Regions from separate parts of the Anser cygnoides genome. Here region 1 is linked to region 2. A link is a contact called in public Hi-C data. All regions are on one chromosome and are shown on one strand. The core of a region is the stretch at or near the end of the contact, and the rest is flanking DNA. Distances in the headings are between cores, read along the strand shown. Region 1 holds the start of ST3GAL1 (ST3 beta-galactoside alpha-2,3-sialyltransferase 1). Region 2 overlaps ST3GAL1 (ST3 beta-galactoside alpha-2,3-sialyltransferase 1).

Region 1 (4,554 bases), core at 178-2,677, 67 kb before region 2:
TCTGCTTCACAGGCAGCTATAGCAGTCAATAGGTGTCTCTGTACAATACCTAACAAACACGTATGATCAGCTGCGATAAGAAGACAGATTTCCCAGTAAGCCCATCTACATGGAGTTTGGCCTTGGAACGGGGACAGCATTTATATCGCTCTGGCAGGGTCAGCAATCGCTCCCATGATGCTGGCTGTGACAGCACGCAGCCATTGCAGTGCATTTCAGCGTGCACGAACACCTTGGGTCTTATTCAGCCCAAGTATTGGAGGATCTGGGGATGGGGCATCTGTTGGCCACGCTCCCACCCGTGCCTCCTCTTTCCTCCAGCAATAGCACGGTGATAGCGCTTAGCTTCCCCGCGAGTCTTTCAGAGCAAGCCAGCCATTGCTGAACAGCAATTTATTTACACAGGCGAGGAGAAATAGCTTCTTGGCAACTGCGTACACAGCAAATGCTGATTTTTCTATTTTAACTTCTGCTTCTTGGCCTAGCCGCGATGGCAGTTGGCTTGTTTGGAGGATGGCAGGTTACCTACTGAAAAGAGAGCAAATGCAGGGAGGGCAAACACCAGCCCAAATCTGCTCTCTCCCCTTGGGGTGCCCATTGTTACATTTTGCTGAAACACTTGACACTGGTTTTGGCCTCAGAGAGCTTTCAGAATAATCCAAAGGATTTCTTTGTTAATTGCAATCCCGGAGTTAAAATAGAAATGAAAAGCTGGACAATCCAGAGAAGTGAGGGAGTGGAAACAAGTTGGTGAGGCTGAAACCTGCACGGACTTTGAGCACCCACAGGATAGGTGCCTAAAGCCGGCATTGCGTCAAATAGTTTCACCAGACACTTTACCAGTTGCAAGTATCTGTCTGGGGGTTCTTTAACGACGCTTTTTAATTCCGCAGCATTTTATAGTAACCTTAAAAACGTCAGATACTGGACGCGAAGAAGGCATTATTTACTATGTGCTCTTTTTTTTTTTTTTTTGTTTTAATCATCATTAATGACGCAAAACGCGCTCTCCCCACGGGAAGCCCTGAATTTCTCTCCGCTTTCCCTCCTGCGCTCGGCGCCGGGGATCCGCGCGGGCGCAATTTTCAGACAAGGAGAGCTTTTGGGGCGCGGAGGGGAAAACGAGGGGGGGCGAAAGCGTTTCGGGGGGGGGGGGGGGGGGCCGACGCAGGGCGGTGTCAGGAGCAGGTATTTCGCCTCGGTGGATGGGGCGGGGGCGAAGTTTGGGCTGGCGGCCGGCGGGGACGGGCTGTGCGCGCATCTCGCCTCCTGCGCGCCCCGCGCCTCCTGCGCCTCCTGCGCCGCGCAGCAGCCGCGCAGCACCGCGGAGAGCCGCGGAAAGGGGGGCGGAGGGGGGGGGGGGGGCAGAAGGGGGCGGCTCCGCCTCGCCCGGCTCCGAGGAGGAGCCGCCGGGGGCCCCGGCTCCTTCCACGTGGCTGGGGGCGCGCTATATGAGCGGGCAGGAAGCCCTGCCGGGGAGGGAAGGGGAGGGACGGGGGAGCGGAGGCTGCAGCAGCTCGGCGAGGATCCGGCAGCGATCGGTTCGCCCTTTCCCCGGCCATGGGGTTTGGCCGCCAGCCGGCCCCCGGCGCCCCGCCGTGAGTACCGGGCTCCCTCCTCTTCCTCCTCCTCCTCCTCCTCCCCCGCTTACCTGCAAATCCTCCCGCTCCCCCTGCTGCTCCTCGTTCGCTTAAGTTGGTTGTTATTATTATTTATTTTTTTGGGGGAGGAGGGGGGGTGGCGGTGTTATTGTGATCATCTGGAGGCAGAGGGTGGCCCCGCCGGAGCCCGCAGCATCCTCCGCCGGCCGCTCCGGAGCGGGGCGGCTGCGCCCCATCCCGCCGGGCTGCGCCCCCCAAAAATCCCCGCAGAGGGGCAGAGGTGGGCTGGGGGGCACGGAGAGGCTCCGGGCAGCCCCCTTCCGTGGCTGGGTGGCTGGGGAGAAGCCTAACGGAGTCCCACAGCCCGCTGTTTGTATGGATTCATTTCTTTGCTTATTTATTTTTTTCACTTGGGTGGGCTGTGCGGCGAGGGAGGGAAGGCAGTGTTGCTCCGTTAGGGGAAAGCAGGCTGGCTGCCTGAGGTACCAGCACATCCCTGCTCGCAGAATGAGTCTCCAGCGGAGTATAAATAACTAATCTCCGAGTTTGTTTGTTAGGTGTGTTGGTGTTGCGCTGGAGATGTCTCAGCAGCGAGCGTGGAACCTTTGTCCTTGTAATGATTGATTTTAGTTTTGGCAGAAACAGAAAACAAACTAGTTAAAAAATAAAAAAATAAAATGCCTGGATGCATATTTACTCCTTTGAGACTTGCAGGATTTTTCAACTATTTGTCAAGGTTGAGTGTGTATGTGTCCAACACACAGAAATAACTCTTTCATATAATTGTAAGTCTAAATTATATATTTGCCTGCTGGGCACACATGTTAAAGGAAAAACCTCCCTAATTATGGATCCTTCAGAGAGATTGGAAGGGTGACAAAGCCCTTGTAATCTTTTGGGTCAATTTTCATAAGCTCCAAAAGCCCTTTTTGAAAAGGAAATTAAACTTCAGTGTGGAAAAGAGACAGGAAATTCGAGGATATGAAAAAGAAACTCCACCTTTCCCTCTGATCCTGTCCCCAGGAGTTCCTTTACATTGGTGCCCTTCGGTGACAGAAGGGAAAATGAAGAGCCAGCCGCCTCTAAGCAGCCTTCCTGCCGCTTGGCAGTTGAGAAGATACTCAGTTAGCAGCAGCACGCTCCTCCTGGGGGTTATTGACATGGCTGTAGCTGGAGGGGTGGTCGTGGGAAGCATCTGCTTTGAAACACTTGGATCTCCGCTCCTAGTGTCCCGCGCGGTCCATGCCAGCCAGGGCCTTCTGCAGCCGATATGTTCACCCCTCCTCAATTCTTAGGGCTTTGTCCAAAGCCCGTGGGGCTCTGCCCACTGTTTGTAAGGGATCGGCAGAGCTGCTCTCCGGTTAGAATCTGGGGTTTGTCCCAGGGCCCCTCTCTGGCTTTTGGCAGCGGCCGGTGGCTATCTGCAGGGCATGGCTGTGCTTGAGGTCCCTTCTGGGAACTTGATAGCTTCTAATCTGTTTGAACGCACTTCCAGGCTGAGGCTGGGGGGTGGAGAAGGGAATGACCGGATAAAAAAAAAAAGGTGGATTTTTTTCTTTTTAATAAGTTAAGGGCACTTGTTTTCTTGATTATCCCTGAAGCAGTAAAAACTCCAGTGTGGGTCCACAGTGAACTTGGTGCTCTTCCTCTGCCGATTTCTCACTTTATTTACTCTATTTTGGTGCTGCTGTAGGATAACATTTCAGCAGGTTTAAATCCTTTGCCTCAGCAAAGACAAAGCCCCAGACTGTGGTCCTCCCAAACCTGTTTTTTTTTTCTCCTCAATAACAATAGTTTTTTAAAGTACTCTCCTGTCTGATATACTTGTATTTTACCTTTCTGCTAGTAGCATGTAAGAGCACAGTCTCGGACAAAGCAAAAGGAGAGAAAAATCCAATTCCCTATTCTTTTGGCTCACTCAATTTGTGCACAGTTGGACTGTGCAGTAGAGACAGCTGTTTGTATGAATTTTTCACGTATCCCGACCAGAAAGGTACCTGCAGCCTTGCTTGCAGTTTTTCTTCCAAACTTGATGATATTAGTAATGGTGATAGCATCTCAGCTGAGGAAGGGAACTTTTAACACTAAACATCACTTTGTTTAAGGCTTTGTATCTGCTTATCAATTTGATTTTCTTTTGATGGAAAACTGGGAGTTATTTGAGGGGAAATTAGGGTCATGCAGATAGCAGTTCCATCTTCTTGGCTACAACAGCATCTTTTATCCCAGATACATTGTAAATGCTGTCATTAAATGATAGCAATAATATGTTTTTATTAAGAGCTTCTTTCAAAAGTATTTTCAAAAGTGTGGTGAAGCAGAAATGTGCTTTTGAAAGCAGAGGAGTAAGAGCAAATCCAGCTCCACAGAAAATTTAAAGTGCTGTTAATCCCACCACCTGGTGGAGCTTTTTATGGTGCCAGCTGAGGGAACACAGAATAAGGATGCATTTTTGTGTTTGGTTTTATTAGTCAGATGCTCTGCGTAGAGTTTCTATAACTTTTTTTTTCCTCTCCTCACACCAGACTCTCTTACCAGTCAGAACAAACAAATTGTGGCGAGTACAGTTGTAGCCAATAATCCTAGTTTCACAGTTCAAGTTTTGTCAGAAGTATTTAATCTGCTCCACAGGCAGCTATAGCAGTCAATAGGTGTCTCTGTACAATACCTAACAAACACGTATGATCAGCTGCGATAAGAAGACAGATTTCCCAGTAAGCCCATCTACATGGAGTTTGGCCTTGGAATGGGGACAGCATTTATATCGCTCCGGCAGGGTCAGCAATCGCTCCCATGATGCTGGCTGTGACGGCAAGCAGCCATTTCAGCGTGCACGAACACCCTGGGTCTCATTCAGCCCAAGTATTGGAGGATCTGGGGATGGGGCATCTGTTGGCCATGCTCCCACCCGTGCCTCCTCTTTCCTCCAGCAATAGCACGGTGATAGCGCTTA
Region 2 (5,144 bases), core at 1,411-3,910:
CCATTCAGACCCAGATCCCTGCATTTGCCTCTGAAAACCCAGCTAAAAACCATGAATTTCTGCTAAACCTCACCACAACAGAAGGGCAATGTCTCTGCCGTGCCAGTATGAAGGTGTCTCAGGACTGCGGCACATGGTGACTGACAGCTGTGCAGAGGAGGCACCCTTCTTTCCTTTGTCACCTGTGTGCCCTAGCCTTAAATTAGCACGTTTTGCCTGGCAATAATGTGCCACACTGGTATTTATTCTCTATTCTTTATGAGTACTTTCAGAATGAAATGCTGTTCTGCTTAATATATGTTTTGGCTGCACCTGAATTTGAAATACGAACAAAGCATATGTTTCTTCTGGACGCCTCCTAGCAGATTCTCTTTCCCCCTATAAGATGGCTTTTCCTAATTCAGAGGATGAAATGTATGACATTTGTACTGTGTATGAGGTTATCTGCTGGCTGTAAAGCCACAACCATGTGAGATTGCTACACATAGACAGAGCAGAGCAGATTATGTTATTCCAGAGAAAAGTATTTCAAGACATTTCAACTTTTTTTCCCAATTTCAGAGTCTCAGAAGATGAAAACCTTGCAAAAATATGTCCCTATTGACTGAGGATTAGACCTCCTTTTACAAAAAGCTTTTTGATGGGACAGCAAATGGAGTTTTAATTCTTCTTTTTTAAATTTTTCTTCTTTGCAAATTGATTTTAGATTCTCTTCACTTCTTAACATTCTCTTAATTTGTAACATTTTTTTTTCACCAGCACTTAATATGTCCAATCGTAAGTTTTCACAAAAAAAATAAATCCATCCTCTGAACACACTCATAACTCAGAAAAATCAACCCACTTGGAAAATCAGCTAAAAAATATCACTGACCTTTTTTGCAAAGCTTAGGGTTTCTTTTTTCTTTCATAAGCTATATGGATAAAAAAGGTTGAGAAGCTCTGCCCTTAAGCCTGGATCCAAGTGCTATTGGAATTGAGGGAAGGCCCCCAGCTGCCAGCAGCAGCCTTTCAGTGAAGCCCCTTGCTGCATCTTTGTAAAATCCATGTCTGTGCCAGGAAGCCTGCACAGGGCCAGTTGCTGCCACCATCACCCACCCATGTTTCCATCATTGTCACTGCTCTGTGCCCAAACTGCAAAGCCATTCACTGTGCTTCAGAGGTCACAGCAAGTGGGTTGCAGTGGTAAAGCTGAGTGAGCCGTAGTCTGGCTGGAAGATGTAACTGGTTGCCTACAAGGCGGTCACAGGAATAATTAGAAATCGCACATGAACGGAAAAATATCTTTGCCTAATAAGTTGCAGGATACAGATTTATAATTAGATTGTATACATGGGCTTGGTAAGCATCTGGTATAAATCAGTGTGTATTTACCACATGGAAAAAATACCACTGTTTTAAGATTTTGGGGGAAATTGCATAATTAATAAGCTGGAACATTCTGGGGTAATAAAACAAGACAATCATAAACACACAAATCATAACAATACATTAAACATAATTTTAGACTAATGGTAGAAACCTATGAGGACCCATTAAACACAATGTCAGATACAGTGTATGAGGAAACTACTGACTGTACATTGGTGAAAGGGAGAAAGGATCAAATAAAAATAAAACCCATTTGAAACTTATTTTAGAAGAGAAGAAATATTCACCACCTTACACTCACTTGCATGGCCATCAGGTCTCGTGAAGAGGCTGCATAGTGTCAGCTGAGGTCGGGTTAACCACAACCTAAGTGCACTCATATAGAAAGAAAAGCATTCCTATTCATTAGATTTCTATACAATGTTTGATTTTCTGTATTCTATTCAAATGAAATAATAATTTCCTAAGACTCAAAATCTGTGATTTATCTTATTTACCTCACAGCAGTATTAATTCATGTAATTTTTCTTCACTGTCCGAAAGAAAAGCCAAACAGCAGATATCCTTAATATTAGATATAATTGATAGCTGAATGACTCTCTCAGACTTCTCCCACTTGATTGATGGATGTCCCATTTCAGAGTGGGTCTGTAAGTCTGATCCAGTCTCTAAGAGGTAATGACCTTCTGCCTGCTCGGCAGCCCAAATTTTACATGACCTTAACAGCAAAGGTCTGCATTTGGCTTTAAGTAGCATGCCAGTACGCAATGTAGTTGTATGTAATTCTGCAGCTAAGTTACAGCAGGACTTAAGTATTGCTTCTGAAAAAAATAAAATAAAAATCCCATGATTGACATGACTAATTTACCGTCTGACAAGAGTTACAGTAGTCTCATGGCTGGATTAGAGCTGTCTACAAATACTGTCATGAATGCTCCTTTTGCACCTGGCTATATGTCTGTGAAATATGCCCTCCTTATTTCCTCTATATCACCTTTCTACTTTTTTCCTACTTGAATTTTCCTACTTGAAACAGCCTCAAGGAGAATTTTTTACAGCACTCATGATGAGCTGTGTGGTGTCAGCATGCGCTGTTCATGGGACACAAGGAACTAAAGACTTTTTTATTTCAAGGCATGACTCATGATTTCAACCCAGTCATAAGGTATGACCTGGAAGTTTTATGCTAGGAAATGCTGGCAGCCTTCCTCATCCCTCTGGGCAGGCAGGGAATAGCTTACTGGCGAGGGGCTGTGTACTGGGATGCCCGAGTTGCACATAACCACAGAAACGAGGAACTCTGCTACCACCTATTCTGAAAAATCATGTGGTAATTATAAGTATTAGGAGAGGAAAAGTCTCCCCCTGGTGGGAAAAGGTTTTTCTGCCATGAAATTAAATGAAAGCCGTAGCGGTCATCAACATGCAAAAGCTGCAACAGTGATGGTCCAAGAATTGGAAGTCGTGGGCTTCATGGCTGTACAGTATATATTCAACTAAATCCTTGATGTTCTACTTTCAATAAGTACCTTGAAAATTAAAAGATGTGATATCTTCCTATAAACTCTGCTTCAGTGAGAGCTCAGTTTTTTCATGCTGCATTACTTACTTGCAGCCTCGTTTTCCAACTACTAAATGTATTTATTACTTTCAAATCATTTGAATTTATTACTATACCTGAAGAATATTCTTTCTTTCTTTGAGAATACATAAAAATATTAATATGTTGGGCTTTTACTAATCTTGGTCATTTTGTTTTTTTTTTTTTTCTTTTAACAGCACGTATGTTCCAGTTCCACGGAAAATCAAAGTCAAAAAAGAAAAGGTGAGCAATGCTGGTCTGTTAATTTGTTCTGCTGATTAATTTGTTCTGCTGATTCAGTGTGGTTCTTTTGCCTCTGTGGGAGACTGCAAGAATCCAAGGAATTCCTTGACATCATAAAAACTGCACTCAAAATGCACACCCTTTACAAGGCTAAAGGTTGAGCTCCTATGTGCCGTTCAGGGCATGGGTCATTCACTAAATAATTGAAGTCGGGAAGAAACTGTTCTTGTGACTTTGTCATTGCGTAACCGCAGTTTTGAAGGTTGCATTGCTTCCTCTGGTACTGCTCAGGGAGATTTAAGGCGCTCCACTGGTGAGTGGTGCTCACTCTCCACAGCAGTTGTTCTGCTCCCTCCCATTGCAGTCTTTTAGATGTAAGGACACTCTGAGCTGTGGAAAACCTTTGCTGCTTTTTAAAAATGATTTGACTATTTGATCACGAAGGATGCTTCTTATTCCTGGGTAAGTTCCTTGCAATAAGGAACTAAGTGAACTCTGAACAAATAAAGTCATGTGTTTTCCAGTCAGTGAAGAACTCATGATGATAGTATCAGTGGCTCTTGGGGAAGGACCACAGGCCACAGCTGTAATAAATGTCTGTATATGAGTAAGCAAGCCTGGAGACTGGGTTCAGGCCACGTCCAGGCTGGTTTTGTCCCAGGTGCATTAATACTCCTCCAGACAATGTTCAAGCAAAATTTGGAAGACTGCAGAAACAAGGGAACATTACGTGTTTTTCACAGGGACAGAACTGAGTAATGTGGATGTAATCTCTGCCATGCCACTTGCCTCAAGGCTAAAGAAATCCTTTTGACCCATTTTACTTCACAGCATGGGTGTACAGAGGGCAATCAGTCAGTGAACATCACTTTCCTGAGAAAGCCAAAGAAAGATGGACAAACCCGGTGCCCACCCTACAGCAGTCAGAAGAGGCTCTAGCTCATGCAGCATCCAGACTCATTTCCAGAGTATGCTGTGGTTTAGTAGGCATATCCTACTGCTGGAGACAGAGCAGAATGGCCATTCCCATGTTGGACATCTAGCCACCATGCAAAGTCTTTTGTTGTTATAGCTGCATGTTATAACATAACCAAGGCAGGCTGTGTAGGGAGAGGTTAAAGATGTTTCATCTTCCACGGACCTTCCAGCAAAACGAAGGTCTCATTCTCTCAGTTTTTGAAAAGGGTTATTTTCAGAGGAGCTCAGGCTCCTAGTATCTCAAGGGCTGGTACAGTATGATGTCAGTCCAAGAGCATTAAAATCACAGACTGAAGCACATTCTTCATTCAGCAGGCCAGGTTTCGCCAAAGGCTTCAGCTGAGACCTTAAACCAGTAGCAGTTTATATCCCTGTGTTTCAATCGTGGGCCTCTGTGGGGTACTAAATAATCACTCAGCTCATCCCTACCTGTGGTGATGGACACATTAACCTCTGCAGAACCCTTGTGAGATATGCTATGGCAGGTTGTTAAACCGATGTCACAACTGCATAGCACCAGCCTGGGGTATGGCTGGAGGTATGCAACGGCTTCCCAAGCAGGGAGACAAGAATCTTGTATTTCCTCCCGCACAGTGCAATGCAAAACACCCCGTGAGAAGCGATTACACACAGATAAAATATCAGCAATTAACCTCTGACTCTGTAAAAGAAAAATCCCTGCAGCTAACCAGATAGCACTGAAACGCTGTCACTCTAATTACGAACACAGCATGGAGGGAAAAGCCTCTCAGCCTGATTCAGAAAAGACGGTTGAAACCAAGTGCTCCCACCAGTCCTTGGATTCACTGTTCAGTCATGTCTGATCTTAAGTGCAGTTTCCATTAGAAGTCCCCATAGTTTCCCCAGGAGATAACCAAACGTGATGTACGTCTTGCTTAAAAATAAATAAATCAAATCAAAAAATAACAAAAAAATAGCATTTTGAGAAATAGGAGAAATGTAGCTGACA

Evidence for each region. Hi-C and Micro-C count contacts between places; a contact is called where the count stands out from the background.
Region 1: a contact with region 2 is called in a Hi-C map of granulosa cells, with 1.9 times the contacts expected there. The contact joins the promoter of ST3GAL1 here to the enhancer-like site in region 2. A contact is called at or near these places in 3 of 7 Hi-C or Micro-C datasets (granulosa cells and liver).

What each region holds. Positions count from the first base shown.
Region 1 is chr2:155,771,645-155,776,198 of Taihu_goose_T2T_genome, reverse strand. ST3GAL1 (ST3 beta-galactoside alpha-2,3-sialyltransferase 1) reads left to right here and starts at 1,427. Exons shown (of 6, transcript XM_066990761.1): 1 at 1,427-1,598. The coding sequence starts at 1,452.
Region 2 is chr2:155,705,162-155,710,305 of Taihu_goose_T2T_genome, reverse strand. ST3GAL1 (ST3 beta-galactoside alpha-2,3-sialyltransferase 1) reads left to right here. Exons shown (of 6, transcript XM_066990761.1): 4 at 3,151-3,196. Among named protein-coding and RNA genes, the nearest start is that of ST3GAL1, 67 kb to the left of the region's middle. Within about 2 kb of position 2,660, at least 1 of the 3 cell types and tissues checked has open chromatin away from gene starts, as enhancers often do.